Regions from separate parts of the Rattus norvegicus genome. Here region 1 is linked to region 2. A link is a contact called in public Hi-C data. All regions are on one chromosome and are shown on one strand. Each heading gives the region's core, a stretch centred on a gene start, on an enhancer-like site or on the middle of the called end of the contact. The rest is flanking DNA. Distances are from core to core; before and after follow the strand shown. Region 1 has its middle 280 kb from the start of Mc2r. Region 2 overlaps LOC102548061 (a long non-coding RNA gene).

The links. A called contact is a pair of places that touch in the nucleus more often than the background predicts.
Region 1: a contact with region 2 is called in a Hi-C map of frontal cortex, with 2.0 times the contacts expected there. The contact joins two enhancer-like sites. A contact is called at or near these places in 2 of 12 Hi-C or Micro-C datasets (Schwann cells and frontal cortex).

The regions. Positions count from the first base shown.
Region 1 is chr18:64,564,567-64,568,069 of GRCr8, forward strand. No RefSeq gene overlaps it. Among named protein-coding and RNA genes, the nearest start is that of Mc2r, 280 kb to the left of the region's middle. Within about 2 kb of position 1,880, at least 6 of the 93 cell types and tissues checked have an H3K27ac peak or open chromatin away from gene starts, as enhancers often do.
Region 2 is chr18:64,349,176-64,352,798 of GRCr8, forward strand. The region is part of intron 1 of LOC102548061 (a long non-coding RNA gene); the gene reads left to right. Among named protein-coding and RNA genes, the nearest start is that of Mc2r, 60 kb to the left of the region's middle. Within about 2 kb of position 1,471, at least 10 of the 93 cell types and tissues checked have an H3K27ac peak or open chromatin away from gene starts, as enhancers often do.

The DNA of each region.
Region 1 (3,503 bases), core at 630-3,129, 220 kb after region 2:
AAACACGTTCGAAATGGCTTTATCACCAACCTGCTGATTCTCAGAGCCATTTTTCACAAGTCCAGAGAGGAAAACATTAGTTCCTAACCAACTTATGAAACAGGCCTAAGCTTCAGAATCAAACCCCATAACAAAGATAAAAGAAAAAGAAAGAGAAAAAAATCAAGTTATAAGAAAAATTATTAAATCAGATCTTTTCTATTTCAGTTTCTAAATATGCCTTTTCACTATTGTGAAAGATGTGCTCTTGTTTCTAGATTCTTCGTGAGTGGTAAAATTTGTTGCAGCGATGATGTTGCCACACCAATGACGGTACCATTTTGCTGCTATGTTCTTTGTCATGCTGCTCCTGAAGAAACAAGCCTACTATGCTTTGATATGCCTTTCAGAGAAGTGCAGAAGCAAGAAAATGATAATTCCTGGTCAATAGCCAGATAGGAATTGTGATCTGCAGTTGAACAGCCCTTTAGGAACCAGTGAAACCCTGGCTCTAGTTGGCATCTTGACTACAGGCTTGTGAGAGGGTCCTGTCATGAGTATGCCTGAGTGTGTTTGTGTGTGTGAGTGTGTGTGTGTGTGTGTGTGTGTGTGTGTGTGTTATACATGCATTTGTATCTGCACACAGTTATTCCTGTGTGGTGGTGAGAGAGTGACATTGTGTGTCTCCCAGGATCACTCTTCGCCTTTACTTTCTGGGACAAGGTCTCTCACTGAACCTGGAACCCATGGTTTTTGCTAGTCTAGGTAGGCTGCAAGCTCCAGAAAGCCTCCTCTCTCTGCTTCCTTACTACTGGTTATAGATGTGCTCTGTCTGATTGGACATTTCACATAGCTGGAGGGATATAAACTCAGGTCCTTTTATTTCCACAGTAAGGATTTTACCCATGAGCCACCTCCCTAGCTCTCATATCCCAGTTTTTGGGTTTTTTTCCCCCATAAAACATAATAATTTAAAAGTAGAGGCATTTACGTCACTCAACACTCTTCTAACTGCCCAGTTCCTACAGTGTAATCTGTTTTGGAGCTTAGCATGGAAAGACTTTCATCATTAGTTATTGACTAAGTGTTTCAGCTTTCTCTCTTGCTGTGCTGAAATGTGTCTCCCAACTTCCTCTATATAGCTCATTCTTCCACAGTCCCCAGGGTTCCCCCACAACTTCAGATATTAGCAATGATTTTAACCTCTGTTGGACCTTCCTTTTCTACCTCCCTTTATACTGGGTTCTTTTCCAATTTGGCTCATCACTGCTCCTTTAGAAATTATTTCTAATTTCGCTAATATACATTATCATTTCTCATCGTACATTATTAATTACGTAGGTGGTACAGGAATCTTGAATGCCAGGATTTTGATCTCTATATCTTCTCCTTTGCTTCCTTTTCATGAGAACATGTATGGTACTTAATGGGTTTTTCTTTGCTTTGGTTATTTTGTGAGATTCTCTGATTTCTCTATTTGGTTTTCTTTCAAAAGCAAATGTATGGAGTAGATTGTGCTGGATATCCAGAAGAAAAAGAAGAGAGAGGACAGTCAGTCCAGGGAATGATAGAGTTCCATGGAGTAGAGAAAGACCAGAGCCCACCACATCGCTCCGGGGGAGAAGAATGTAGAAAGTACGAGGTCTAGGGATACAGCTCTATGTTTGGTCACAGCGTTCTGACTGCCTGAAGATTCTCAAGTCCCAGACACAGATTAGAGATAACATTGGCAAGGAACAAGTACATTTAGTGTCCCTGTGGCGACCATGAAGTCAGTGGCTCAGAACTGAAAGAATTCTTTATCTGTGTAAAGCCCAGTGCGCTTTTCTGCTCTGGAGAGAGAAGGGAGAGACAAAGACTATAATTAAACTTCCTACATCTGTTGGAATGGCTTGGTGCTGAGTGAGCTTTAGCTTTAGTTAAAATAACAAAAAGAATTTCATATGCACTCTGTCTGTAGACTGAGGCTTATTCTAGGGTGATGGTTTGAATAGGAATGGCGCCCATAGTCTCATGTGTTTGAATGCTTGGCTCTGGCATTTCTGGGAGTTGTGGCCTTATCGAAGCAAGTATGGTCTTGTTGGAGGAAGTGTGTCAATGTGGAGATGCCTTTGAGGTCTCATATATGTTCAAGCTAGGCCCAGTAGGGCAGTCTCCTTCTGTTGCCTGTGGATTAATATGTAGGACTCTTAGCTCCTTCTCCAGAACCATGTGTGCCAGCATGCCACCATGTTTCCTACCATGGTGCTAATGGACTGAACCTCTGACACTGAAATCCAGCTCCAATTAAATGTGGTCTTTTATAAGAGCCATGGCCATGGTTTCTCTTCACAGCAATGGAAGCTTTAACTAAGCTGCCCAGTATACATGGGCCCTATGCACAAGAGATATGAAGAAAATGGCATTGAAGCTTATCATAGCTAGTGCTGTCAGTACCAGTGAGAGAGGGTATCTTTAAAAAGCCAGAGCAAAGGGGAAACCATGTCCTATGCACAGGAGAATAAAGATAAGAGTGACAGTGGATTTCTTGTCAGAAGCAAGATAAATGAGAGGGCAAATAATCCATAATTTAAAAATGCTGAAAGAGGGAGACTATCACAGCCTATGATTTTCATCCAGTAAAAATATTTTTTCAAAACACAGGGCAAATAGCAACACTTTAAGAAACACAATGGTGGAAGGCAAAGCACTTGTCAGCAACATCTAACCATACATGAAATAGGAAAGGGTTTTTAAAGACAGTACTGACATCATCTGGTAACAAGGTTATTCACCAATGGCTCCAAGCTGAGGGTGATTGTGTCCACGTCCTTGAACATTTGGCAATGTCTAGAGGTATTTTGTGTGAGCACGTGTGCAATGCTCTAGCATCTATGTATGACGTAAAGCATCCTACTGGGCACGGGACTTCCCTCAACAGAAAGAAGTGTCATTAACAAGGAGATTGAAAAGTCAAGGTCTCAGCAAGGAGTATAAATATCTTGGTACTTCTTAAATCTCTTTAAAATATTAGAGACTAAAGCTATGGTATAACATAGAGACAGGGATAAAGACACGGTAATGTATAACTGTGTGACTCCTTGTATTGCATGGGGATGGTGCATTTACTACCTGAAGGTAGATGGAGGTAAGTTATCTGTGCTATCAACCCTTGTGTAAAACTAAAATCATAAAAAAGAAGACCTAGTAAGTAAGCTAACCAAAATGAGTCCTTGGAAGAATCAATTCAAAAGAAGGCAGAGAAAGAAGGGGAGGACATGAACCGGAAGGAAAAATAGGTAAAAAACCAAAAACAAAACAAGATGGTAGGTCAGGTCAAGAGTATTGACAATTATATAGAATTTAATAGGTTCTACAACTCAGTTAAAAGCTAAATATTATCTGACTAAGGATTTTTAAAAGAGACCCACTTATACCCATCTATAAGAGATTTACTTTAAGTAAAAACACACATATTTTCAAAGTTAATGGACACAGATATAAAAATGCTATAGTCAAAACGAAGTTGGGTTAGCTATAGCATG
Region 2 (3,623 bases), core at 221-2,720:
TGCAGATTTTGAATGTGGGATGTGCTTCCAGTTATGACCACGAGATGGCAGTAAGAGCATGCTTAAATGCCGTAGTCCGTCTGCGTTTAAGTGCAGAAACTTCCAAGTGTTTTCCTGATTGTGTAGTTAATCCAGGCAGGTAGCTATTTCCTTTGAGGGCTTTGTATGAAATACTCCCCGTGTCTTAACTTTAAGGAACATGTTAGAAACTTTTAGAAAATGTGATCAGCTACAGAGCCGGAGTCACACAAGGAAGATGTCCTCTTTGAGTTGGAGTCTGATCGGGAGTCCCCATGTTAGGTCATCCCAACCTTATCCTTGATTGACACAGACTCGTGAGCTACAAGGTCTCCAAGTCTTCACAGGGGGCTTTGATCAAATGAGACAGAAAAAGGAACAACGACAAGAGGGGTATTGGGAGAAAGAGGAGAATGTTCATCCTGAGTCGTTGAGTTCTACTAGTTGAAGTAATTTTGGGACATGGGGCGAAGCTGGAGAGATAGGGTGACTCTGTCAAGGATCTTTCTAAAAGAAATAGCCCACTCTTTAAGTCAGTTCCTTACTGAGCAGTGTGTGTGTGTGTGTGTATCTGTATGTGTGTGTGTGTGTGGTCTGTGTGTGTGTATTTGTGTGTGTGTGTCTGTGTATGTGTGTGTGGTCTCTGTGTGTGTATTTGTGTGTGTGTCTGTGTATGTGTATGTGTATGTGTGTATGTGTGTGTGTGTCTGTGTGTCTGTGTATGTGTCTGTGTGTGTGTGTGTTTCTGTGTGTGTGTGGGTCTCTGTGTGTGTGTATCTGTGTGTGTGTATGTCTGTGTGTATGTGTGTGTGTGTGTGTGTGTGTGTGTTTGTGTGTGAGTCTTGTCACGGGAACGGCTTAAGTACAAATAGAATAGATGTCTTCTCAGTGGGAAGACACGGTAAAGAGAATCTGTCTCTGGAGTAGAAGTTCAGGCTGTGTGGCCTCTCGGATTCCCAGATCTACACTCTATGGTAGTGAGCAACAATGTGCAATTCTGTTTAATTCTGTACTCCATGATGGGGAAGATTTAATCAGCCGAGAAGACGTCAAGCAAAGAGTAGACAGTGTGTGTTCGAGAAAGTACCAACCAAACAGTCGAGTTTGCCTAATCTAGGGAACCCAGTGGACTCCACCGGAATTGTGCTGCTGTGTAGGACTGCTCGGGAGAGAAGAGGAAGAAGAGACTTCGTGGCTTTGGATATCTCAGCATTTCCAAGGCGACAGGAATATTTGGCCTTCTGCTAATCAAAAACTGACCTCATGACAATCCTAAAAGGGAAGGCAGAGACTAGCTCAGGTGAAAATCATCTGGCTATGCTGCATTTTCTTAGAGGACAGAGCCTCAAGGCTAACTCAGGGAACGAAAGTCAGTCTGGGAATGGATGATCCCAGCTGGTCTGAGGGGGCGGAAGTGGGACTTGTTTGACCTTCTAACGGTCGCCGCGGCATCTGCCAAGACCATAAGCCCCAGAGAATGGCTGGCTCTTGAAGTACATCACATGAACTCCGGAGACTGATAAAAGCAAAATAAAATATTTCCACATAGTCTGTGTGCTGAAGAAGAGAATTACAGCTGTGATATGACTTGGCTTGCTCTTACCCAAGGCCTTGAGCTATTAACAAGCCCAGTTTTCTAGATAAAATAAGTCCATGTGAACCCAGCAAAGGCCTTCATGATATCTTTCTATCTAGAGTTTGGTTAAATCATACGTGGTTTTTTTTTTTTTTTTTTTTTTTGGATGTGTTTGATATTTCTTTCTGCTGCCTAAAGAGAAAGGCTTACATTGAGTGTGGGAGAGTTAAGAGCCCCACTGTTTACCTGGATTCTTGACCGCCGTCTTTTCTTGGCAAAGGGCATCCCCAGTGTCATAGATGCTTGGGGGGCTATTCTGAGGTGTCTCCCCAGGCATCTCACTGTCCCCAGAGCCACTCTGCCTCCTTCCTGGGGTTTGTGTGCCTGAGGCACAGGGAGAAGTTCACTTATCCACCAGTGCACAGTTGTGACCTGTCTTGTCTGGAAGTTAAGTATGTAAAATCTGTTGTCATCAACCACTTCAATGTTTTTGTTTGTTTGTTTTGTTTTGTTTTTTTCTCACGAAGAATTAGATGTATTGAACACTTTCCCCAGTCACCTCATGTTTCTAAAGACCCTTTTTACAAAACAAGCCCTATTTGTATCCCTCTGTTTCCTCTCCAGAGGCATTGTAGACAACATTCTAATGATTACAGAAAGCCAGCTTTCGACCTCAAATAGATAACAATCTAGCCCACAACAGAGAAAGTATTTCAGCTTTCTCCTGGTGATGTGTGTTAGGAGGATGTGAATCCAGACACTGGCTCATGACTTATAATGATCCGGAAGTTCAGGTTGGCTCTAGATCTTAAGAACAATGGATATTTTCAAGGTTCCTTGGCTCTGGCATCCTTGATGCTACTACAGTAGTTAACCACGTTCTACGGTGGAATAGGCATGAAGTGAGGTTACTATAGACTGACTGGAAGCACTTGTGCTGTTGCAATGGACTCCTATCGGGGGAGGGGGCTCCCATCTCATTTGAATGTGTGCTCAAAGGAGCAGCTGCTAAAGTCATTTAACACCCCACTGCCCAGCCCCTATGCTGCTTGCTGCTTCCGAATTTTGGTCAGAGCAAAAGCAGATCCTAGCAAGGACTCACTAAGCTCCCTGACCTGGCCCAGAACCACACCCTTGCTCCTCTTCAGTTCATTTGGCTTGCGGTCACACAGGCCCAGCTGCCGCTTCTCAGTGAGCTCCCGGACACTCCCAGCTCCAGCCTTCCTGCTGACTGTGGTTGCTCTCCAGACTTTCTTCTCCCAGATGTCACATAGGCCTCTGACATCAAATTCATCCTCGTCAGGTGTCACCTCACTTCCACCTTCTTGGCCAACCCGTGTAAAATTACCCTGCTCCAACCCACCACAGTGCACCGACCTCACACCCCACTTTCCTGCTTCGTTTTCCTTCCACAATCACCTAAGAACACACAGAACTCCACCAGGATAAAAAACATTGCCTCCTTTGTTCACTGCTGTTTTGTGCCTAGAAGAGTGTTTGGTGCATAGCTAGTACTCTGTAAATATTTAAGGAAAGAGTAAACAAAGAGACGCAGCTCCCACACCATTCCTCTCAACATCCTGCTGTACAGGGAGCGAAATGATGTCATCAACCCTAGGCCCAGTATTTCAGTGGAACCATCAGAGTATGGCCTGGTGGTAAGCTCAGCTCTGTCCATGACCTTCGGTAGCTTGTGAAAATCTCCCAGTGTCTTTCTGTCCTGCCTGATAGATGGATGTTTACCTTCTTACAAATGTTAGAAACAGTGAGACTTGGAAGCACCTTGGCCAGTTAGGAACTCTGGGCAGGTGAGATGGCTCGGTGGGTAAAGGTGCTTGTGGTCAAGGCTGAAGACCCCAGTTCAATCCCCAGGACCCACACGGAAGGTAGAAACTCCAGCAGATTGTCCTGGATGAAGCCTCTGGATGAAGCAATAAGGAGAATGAGACAGGATTGAGGGAACAGAGTACTCTGTATGTGAAGCCCAGTGAGACCCTGGAAAAGAGGACTCTATCCACACTCTCGTGAC